Regions from separate parts of the Hordeum vulgare genome. Here regions 1 and 3 are each linked to region 2. Evidence: chromatin contacts called from public Hi-C data. All regions are on one chromosome and are shown on one strand. The core of a region is the stretch at or near the end of the contact, and the rest is flanking DNA. Distances in the headings are between cores, read along the strand shown.

What was found. Hi-C and Micro-C count contacts between places; a contact is called where the count stands out from the background.
Region 1: a Hi-C map of seedling shows a contact between it and region 2, with 2.5 times the contacts expected there. The contact joins the promoter of LOC123442180 here to the promoter of LOC123440936 in region 2. A contact is called at or near these places in 2 of 6 Hi-C or Micro-C datasets (leaf and seedling).
Region 3: a contact with region 2 is called in a Hi-C map of an unstated tissue, with 5 times the contacts expected there. The contact joins the promoter of LOC123445492 here to the promoter of LOC123440936 in region 2. A contact is called at or near these places in 4 of 6 Hi-C or Micro-C datasets (leaf, seedling and an unstated tissue).

The regions. Positions count from the first base shown.
Region 1 is chr3H:597,001,317-597,004,016 of MorexV3_pseudomolecules_assembly, reverse strand. LOC123442180 (calmodulin binding protein PICBP-like) reads left to right here and starts at 1,336. Exons shown (of 3, transcript XM_045118249.1): 1 at 1,336-2,227; 2 at 2,336-2,700. The coding sequence starts at 1,336.
Region 2 is chr3H:596,806,117-596,808,825 of MorexV3_pseudomolecules_assembly, reverse strand. LOC123440936 (probable glutathione S-transferase) reads right to left here and starts at 1,424. Exons shown (of 2, transcript XM_045117473.1): 1 at 928-1,424; 2 at 374-834. The coding sequence starts at 1,365. The coding sequence ends at 457.
Region 3 is chr3H:596,673,468-596,676,167 of MorexV3_pseudomolecules_assembly, reverse strand. LOC123445492 (probable calcium-binding protein CML10) reads left to right here and starts at 1,341. Exons shown (of 1, transcript XM_045122484.1): 1 at 1,341-2,319. The coding sequence starts at 1,445. The coding sequence ends at 2,020.

The DNA.
Region 1 (2,700 bases), core at 87-2,586, 200 kb before region 2:
TCTACTTGTCTTGAAGTAGCATCCACATTATGCCGGTCGTTTCTACGGAAAGGTCGACCGCTCGGTCTTTGTTTCTATCGGAAAATAAATTCTGGTAATGGCATCAATTTTATATATTTTCATCTTGTTGTTTACAATGAGTCATTTATAGAGAAAAAAAGGCGATCGCCACACCTCTTCGTTATCAAAAATAAATTCCGGTAACATCTTCAATTTCACATTTTTTTCTTTATCTTGTGGTTTAGTACAATCAGTCCTTTTGCTTTACGTCTACAAGCTGTAATAACCCGGGAGGATGTTTTTAGAGCAGAGACGTAATTTAACCGTACACACCTGAGGACCCTAACAGTTGTGATATACTCCCCAATTACTTGTCAGCAAAAATGGAAAGAAATGAATACATTGCTAAAATTAAAATATATCTAGATACATCCACTCGTATGACAAAAAATTCCTTACGGAGGGAATAGCGCATAAATACTGCCATTTATGGAAGAATTAATGCGCAAACCCTATATTGCTTGAATGAGGTGCGCCTCAAAAATGTCATGCCCGATATTATCACACACATTACTTGTTGCCTTGAAGCGACGCAAGAGATGATCCCAAATTCACTACTCCCTCCGTTCCTAAATATAAGACCTTTTAAAGATTACACTATGGACTATATACGGATGCATATAGACATATTTTAGAGTATAGATTCACTCATTTTGCTCCGTATGTAGTCTATAGTGTAATCTCTAGAAGGTGTTATATTTAGGAACTGAGGGAGTAGTACCCAGTTACCGTAATAAGGAGTAGTATGCTTATCCTAAGCTCGGTTACCACAAGGATAACCCCGGAGAAGTGAAACCTGAGTTGCCATAAAAGCCTCAGCAAAGTCCAGAGCAAGCAGCAACTGATCTGCCGCAAAACCGATGAAACCCTCCAAGCCGAGCAAAACAGGATGCGGCGTGGCGTGTGGGGTGGCATAGGATATACATATACACGGCACACAGGACCCACGCCCGCAGAGGATATACTCCACGACTCATACTGTACCCCGCACCGCACGCGATCGATCCAGGGCATTCAAAATCTCGCCACCTCCCCCCAACCCCAAGAACCCAAAACCAAACGCATCCATCCACCCCGGCCGCCTCCCCCCTTCCCTTCCCTTCCCGATCCGACCGAATCCACCACCGTCTCGCCATCTCGCCGCCATCAAGACCTTCCTTATTCCTCTGCCCGCACGCGCCCACGCCAGGATCACCACCCCAATCTCCATCTCCATCTCCATCTCCTAGCCTTTCTTTCCTTTCTTGCCCGCCGCCGCCGCCAGAGGAGGAGGCCATGGTGCACTGCAAGCAGCCGCGCAGGAGGCCCGGAGATCCCGCCGGCGGTGTCCGCACGACCGGGGGTCGCGCACGCGCCGGGGGCGGGGCGCCGCCCGGGTACATGCGCCCGACCAGCAGCTCCGGCTCGAGGACCGGCCGGGAGTTTGCTGCCGCGACGCCCTCCGCTCCCGCCGCGCAGCCGGTGGTGCCCAAGGAGGCGGCGCTCGGCGGGGGTACGCCGCTGGCGGCCAGGCCGACGTGCTCCTCCGCGCAGAAGAGCGCCCGCGCCCGCGACCTCTGCGGTGGAGGCGGCGAGGGCCGCCGCGCCTGCCGGTACGCCTACTGCTCCTACAAGGGCCACGCGCCCGCGCCGCCGCCGCTGGGGGCGTTCCTGGCTTCGCGCAGGGGCCTCGTCAAGACGGAGCAGAGCATGAAGCACAGGGGCGTCTCCGCGTTCCGCAGCACCAACACCAATCCCAATCCCAATCCCAGTTCATTCAATGCCGCCGGCAAAGGGGACGGGTTCTTCCTCCAGGTGGCGTGTCCCGGCGCCGGCGCCCGCCCCAAGACGGCCAGCTCGGGCTCCTGCTGCAGCGGCCTCTCCGCCGAGGAGGTGGACTCCCCCTACGTCAACTTCGGTCCCCGGGGTCTCCGGGGCGGGACGGACACGTGGGGCGCCTCCGTCGACGGCTCCTGCGGCTCCAGCGACGTCATCTCGGATGGCTTCGCCGACCTGCCAGCGACCGCCACCTCTCCCTCTCCCTCTACCGGGCGCAAGGAGGGGAATCGCCAAGATGATCAAGAAGCAGCAGAGGAGAAGGAGGAGGAGGACTCTGCTGCCTGCTGCAGGTCTGATATCTCGGAGGAGCTGGGTCCAAGATACCAAGCCAACAACAATATGTCCAAAGGTGAAATTTCTCTTTCTGAACTTGTTCGTTTCTTTCCAGTTTCCACCACATTGAATGAATTCCAGAAACAACTGCTGATCGGCGGCGAACAATGTCGCAATCCTGCAGATTGTGGCGGCTCTTCAGTGGATTCCTCAATGGACGACATATCCAGTGCATTTGCTGGGATGAATTTCCAAGATGTGGGTGCTGATCCTACTGCTGATGGGGCGGCAACCAGCCAGGGGAACAGGTTGACCATGTCCAGGAGAAGAACACCTAGAGGCGGGGAGCGAATCCGGGCATTCAACCCCAGGGCCCCAAACTTTCTTCCAGTGGTGCCTGATCCGGATGCTGAAAAGGTTGATCTCAGGCATCAGATGGCCGATGATCGCAAGAATGCCGAGGAGTGGATGGTTGACTATGCGCTTAGGAGGACAGTGAACAAGCTGGCCCGTGCTCAGAAGAGGAAGGTGGAGATGCTTGTCCAGGCC
Region 2 (2,709 bases), core at 175-2,674:
AAACCCGGGCTGTATCAGTTCTTGCATTTAAATGTTGCTATAAATATATCTAATTATTTAAATTCAAATAAAAAAACATTGGTTTGTCTGAAATAATGTTCAAAATTTATGAATTTTTGGTAGTTTCGAGGGTCAGCAAAATTTTATTGCTTTCCAAATTCGAAACCTTGGTGACACACACAAAAATAAATTTGAAACAAAAAGACGTAACAAAAATTTAGTGCAACTAAATAAACAAGTATACCACTGCTCCCTTCGATCCATATTAAATCAGCATCAATTACCAAAGTTGTACTAAAACAGGGTCAATTAATATGAATCAAAGGGAGTAGTATACATGAACTGTAAACTTTGTTTTCCACTCAAAAAAAGATAAAGAAAAACTATGAACTTTATTTCAGCACGGACGGTAGGCAAATAATACACACAACACAGACAAATCATACACCAGACTAACTACGCTCCCTGCATCATTGCGTTGACGGCGAGCTTGATCCGGTCCTTCTTCCCGGCGAAGTGGGCGGCGAGCTGCTCCCTCGGCGGCAGGCATGCACTGACGGTCGCATCGGAGACGTAGTCCTCCGCCCACCGGCGGAGCGCAGGGAACTCGCCGGCATCAACCAGGCTCGCCCCGGCAACGTCCTCTATCACGCCGAGCAGGTGCGACAGCCCGCAAGCCGCCAGATCCAGATACCCGACCGCGTCGCCGGCGAAGAACCGCTTCCCCTGCAGCCGCGCCTCTAGCAGCGCCAGGTTGGCCTTCGTCTCCCTTACGAACCCCTCCCGCGCTTCCCCGTCGTCCATCCACACCGCCATCCAGAACGGCCTCGAGCACTTCATGTACATAGGCAAGGTTGATCCGCCATGAATGGCCAGCCATGTACACGGTATGTGAAGAAAGTGTGGTACTTGAGAAGAAAATCATACCTTTTGCTCGATGAACTGGGCCCAGAAGCGTGCCATGGCCCTCCCGTAGGTGTCAACGGGGAGGAGCGGCGGGCCGTCGAAGGCCTCGTCCACATATTCGACGATGAGGAGGGACTCTAAGACGGCGGGCCGGTCACCGTGTAAGAGCACCGGCACCGTCTTGTGGATGGGGTTGTGCTTCAGCAGCAGCTCGCTTTTGTTGTTGAGGTCTTCAAGGATGAGCTCAAATGGGACGCCCTTGAGGCGCAGGGCCACCTCAGCGCGGTGGACAAACGGGCTGCCGAAGGCGCCGATGAGCTTCACCGGTTCCGCCATTGCCGATAAGCTTGCTAGGGGTGCTAGACTAGCTTGGATGTCGACATTTATAGGTCTAATGGGAACTGATTGATCCAAATGGTGCTGATGCCTCTTGATGTCCAGCAAAGATCGGACTAACATGCAATTCTTTTGGTAGTTTTGCTTAGTCAACTATCTTATCAGTCAAAAGGAGAAAGATTAAAAAGATTTGTGTCTCAACCGAGTCATTGAAATCGGGTCGATGCTCACTGTTATTGATGCAGGTGCAGGTCAGACAACCGATTTGGTTTACCTAGACAATATAGAATGCAGTGGGCAGATCAAACAGAGGAGATAATATAATCTACCAAAACGATGGTGACTTTGTTTGACATGCGTATCAATTAATGTGGTAGTACTACTATTGTGTACGTTTCCAAGCGAGCAATGGCATCCGAAGAACTTAGAAAAAGGTTGTGAGAGTAGGATGAAAAAAAAAATCCACCCCTTTCCCCTCCCTCGCGCTGCCCCCGCGGGCGTCTGAGGAGAACCTAGGTCGCTGCCGTTCTCCACCCTTCCCTTTCCTCATCCCTCCCCCGCAGCCGGCAGCGTGCGCCGACGGGCAAAGCCCAGTCGGTGTGGGAGGCGGCGGGACCTTCTCTCCCTCCAGCCAGGACGGCGCTGCGCGGGACGTCCCCTCCTGGTGGTGGTGCGGCGCGTGCGTGTGGTGCGGCGGTGTGGCCATGCGTGCTGACGGCGTAGGATGTGGCGTGTGGCGGCAGTGCGGACGGCTGTGCGGTGGAGGGTGGATGCATGCCCTGGGAGGCGACGGTGGCTTGGATCTAGGTCGACGCTTGCAGGAAGTGCGGCCTGACATCTGTTCACGGTGATGAGCGGGCCGGTGCGGGTGCTCCTGGATGGCCAGCCGCCTAGCCCCCTCTTGCTGGTGTGCGGGGTCTCGGGCGGTGGTTGCCGCGTCCTCTCCCCTCGGGCATGAGGCGATGGATGTCGGGATGATGGTCACAGCCTTGGTGCTGGACGGGGGTGACGTTGCACTTCACGTGGAACTGTCGGAGGAGGTCGCTTGCATGTAAGGCTGTCCGTAATAGAAGTATCATAAGTAGTATCATGCATGCCAACTAGGCAAATTCGATGATGTGTCATGGAATTAAATGTAGAAAGAGAGGGTTGAGTATCATATCATGATACCGTATCATATTAAATGATGTACTACTTTGTGTCTTACATGGCAATAAATGAACCATCCTATGATACTATGCATTACGGATGTGGTATCATAGACTAGTATCATATGCATGATACTACTATACGATACTACCCATTACAACCAGCCTAACCACTGCTTGGTGGCCGACCGCCATGGACTGCCTTCGTCCGGACTTGGACTGCCAAATCCGATGTGGCGCCTAATCCTCCTGGTTACGCGCGTTGCTAGTGGGTCGGCGTTGCAGGCGAGCCTCTGGTGCAGAAGTTTGACTTCGTCCT
Region 3 (2,700 bases), core at 92-2,591, 130 kb after region 2:
TACATTTTCGATGGCTGCGGCTGCCCCATGCACGATGGAGGAGGAGCAGAGAGGATCATCCGCGAGCAACATGTGGCTTCCGGGAAGCCCTGCCGCGATGCTGCCACCTTTCGTCGCGTGAAGCCCGACTTCGACGAAGAAGCGGGCGACAATGACAGAGGAGCCGCTAGCCAACCCGACATGGTGTACGAGGTCGTCGGCAAGTGTAGGGTACTTTAGGGTTTTACGTACACATTATCCTATTTAAATGAAAATTGCCGTGTTTATATCAAAATTGGCCCGGTTTGCACAAAGTTCGCCTGGTTGGTTTGAATTGTTATCAAAAAATATGCAGTTACAGATGAATGGCATCCTTCCATGTCCGTGTGTGCGGACAGATACATGAGAAAAATTATGGGTTGCCATTGGAGATGCTCTTACGATGAAATGAGCATAAATGTTTAGTTTTCTTGAGATGCAACCAACTCACTAGTGTTTAATAAGTCCTAAACTTAATATTGGTGATCACATTTACAGTATTTATTTTAGACTTTCGGCCATATCTGTTCAATGAAAAGAAGACATTCACGATAACTACAAGACACCTGCAGTGATTTTGTTAATTTCAAAATGCGTTGTCGACTAAAGTATTTTAAAGTCGATCATAAAGATAAGGTGTGTGTTTATAGGATTGAGTATACGCATTTGTATGTTGGCACCTACGATTCACTGTGTTGAAAAAACTGTGGCATTATGCCACATATAGATAACTACAGTATCATGTTCCTTTACGGAATATTAGAGACATGCCACCTTCATTTTTTTGTCAAATGTTGGCTCACTTGTGTTGACCCATGCGTCCGTCAAGTTTGTGGATTGGCACGACCGAAGCGTGGCAAACTATTGGCTATATATATATGTACACAAAACACAAAACGAAGCGTGGAGAACCATCGGCCACGGACCGAGCGAGCATGGGTCGAGACGAGGGCCAACGTTCGCCGGAGTTCAAGATGCAGAGTGGGGGTGACTTGCCGGCGCGGCGAAAGAGACGCACCGGCGCACCGGAAAAGGATTCCACAGCACAGCACGTACGCAAAGGGGAGGGACGAGGGAGAGGGAGCCTCAGCCGCCCGTGGACAGGGTCATCGCGGCCGTTTGCGCAATCCGGTAAAAAAACCGCGACGGGCCCGGCCCGCGCGGGCCCACCGTCAGTGGGCGCACGCGCAACCTCCAGCGCGGCCCACGCACAGCTAGCCACGCACACCTTCCTGTGTTCCTTCCTCCGATTCCTCATCAATGGCGCCCCCGCCCGCGACCCCCTCTATAAATACCCGACCTCCCGCTCCGGAACTAACCTGCAACCGACCACCGCCGAGCACGCCACCGAATCCAATCGAGTCGAGCCAATCATAGACAAGGGTTTCTTCGGCCGTTGCCAGCGCCGGTAAGGAAGCAGACGACGATGGGCAAGATCAAGATGCCGTCGCTGTTCCGCCGCCGCTCGTCCTCCAAGTCGCGGTCTTCCTCGCCGCCGCCGCCGCAGCAGCAGGAGGAGGAGGGGGACCGGGCGGCGTCGGGCGCGGGGTCCCCGGCGCGGACGGCGGAGGAGGAGATGGAGCGGGTGTTCCGCAAGTTCGACGCCAACGGCGACGGCCGGATCTCGCGGCCGGAGCTGGCGGCCCTCTTCGAGAGCCTGGGCCACGCGGCGACCGACGACGAGCTGTCCCGCATGATGGCGGAGGCGGACGCGGACGGCGACGGCTTCATCAGCCTGGCGGAGTTCGCGGCGCTGAACGCGACCGCGGCGGGCGACGACGAGGAGGACCTGCGGCTCGCCTTCAAGGTGTTCGACGCGGACGGCAGCGGCGCCATCTCCGCCGCCGAGCTGGCGCGCGTGCTCCACGGCCTCGGCGAGAAGGCCACGGTCCAGCAGTGCCGCCGCATGATCGAGGGCGTCGATAAGAACGGCGACGGCCTCATCTCCTTCGACGAGTTCAAGGTCATGATGGCCTCCGGCTTCGCCGCCAAGATGGCATGATCTCTCCCTCCCTCCCTCCATCCTCTTCTTGGTTCCTTCATCGATTTCGTCCTCTCGCGTGTGTGCGTGCGTGCGGCGCGGATTAAGTGCGAATTAAGTGTACATAACTCAAGGATTAAAAGGGCGGCCATTACTAGAGCGTAGTACTAGTACGTTAGCAGATTCTTTGCTTCTTTCTCTTCGTTTCTTCCCTTCGTGGTGCCGAGTAATAATAACTATCTACAAATGTCGTCTGAAGCGAGTAATTTGTCTCGCGGATATGGATCTGAGATCAAAGGAATTGATATGGTTTTAATGGACACTTTGCAGCATTGTTGTTCGATGTCATCTCTGCTTTCGGTTTCAACTTCTTTTCACGCGTTTGTGAGCTGTGGGTGGTTACTTGTGTGGACCAGATTATTATTTCTAGATGATTGGGATGTCTGGATCTGTTTTTCTGTTTCGAATCCGGATGGATGGATGTATGGACGCCCGTAGCCTGGAAACTGCAGCTCCTCGTCTTCTTGTTTGGTTTCGCAGTCGCGTCCAAGAGGGTCCTCGTGTTCAGAGCATGGATTATTCAAGTGGATCCGGAATTCTAGACCCCGGCAGCAGGTTCGAGACTTTTTAGTTGTTGACAAATATTTACTGCCTACTCGTTTCTAGTACCAGTACCGCTTTCTTGCTGTTGTAAAAGTGTC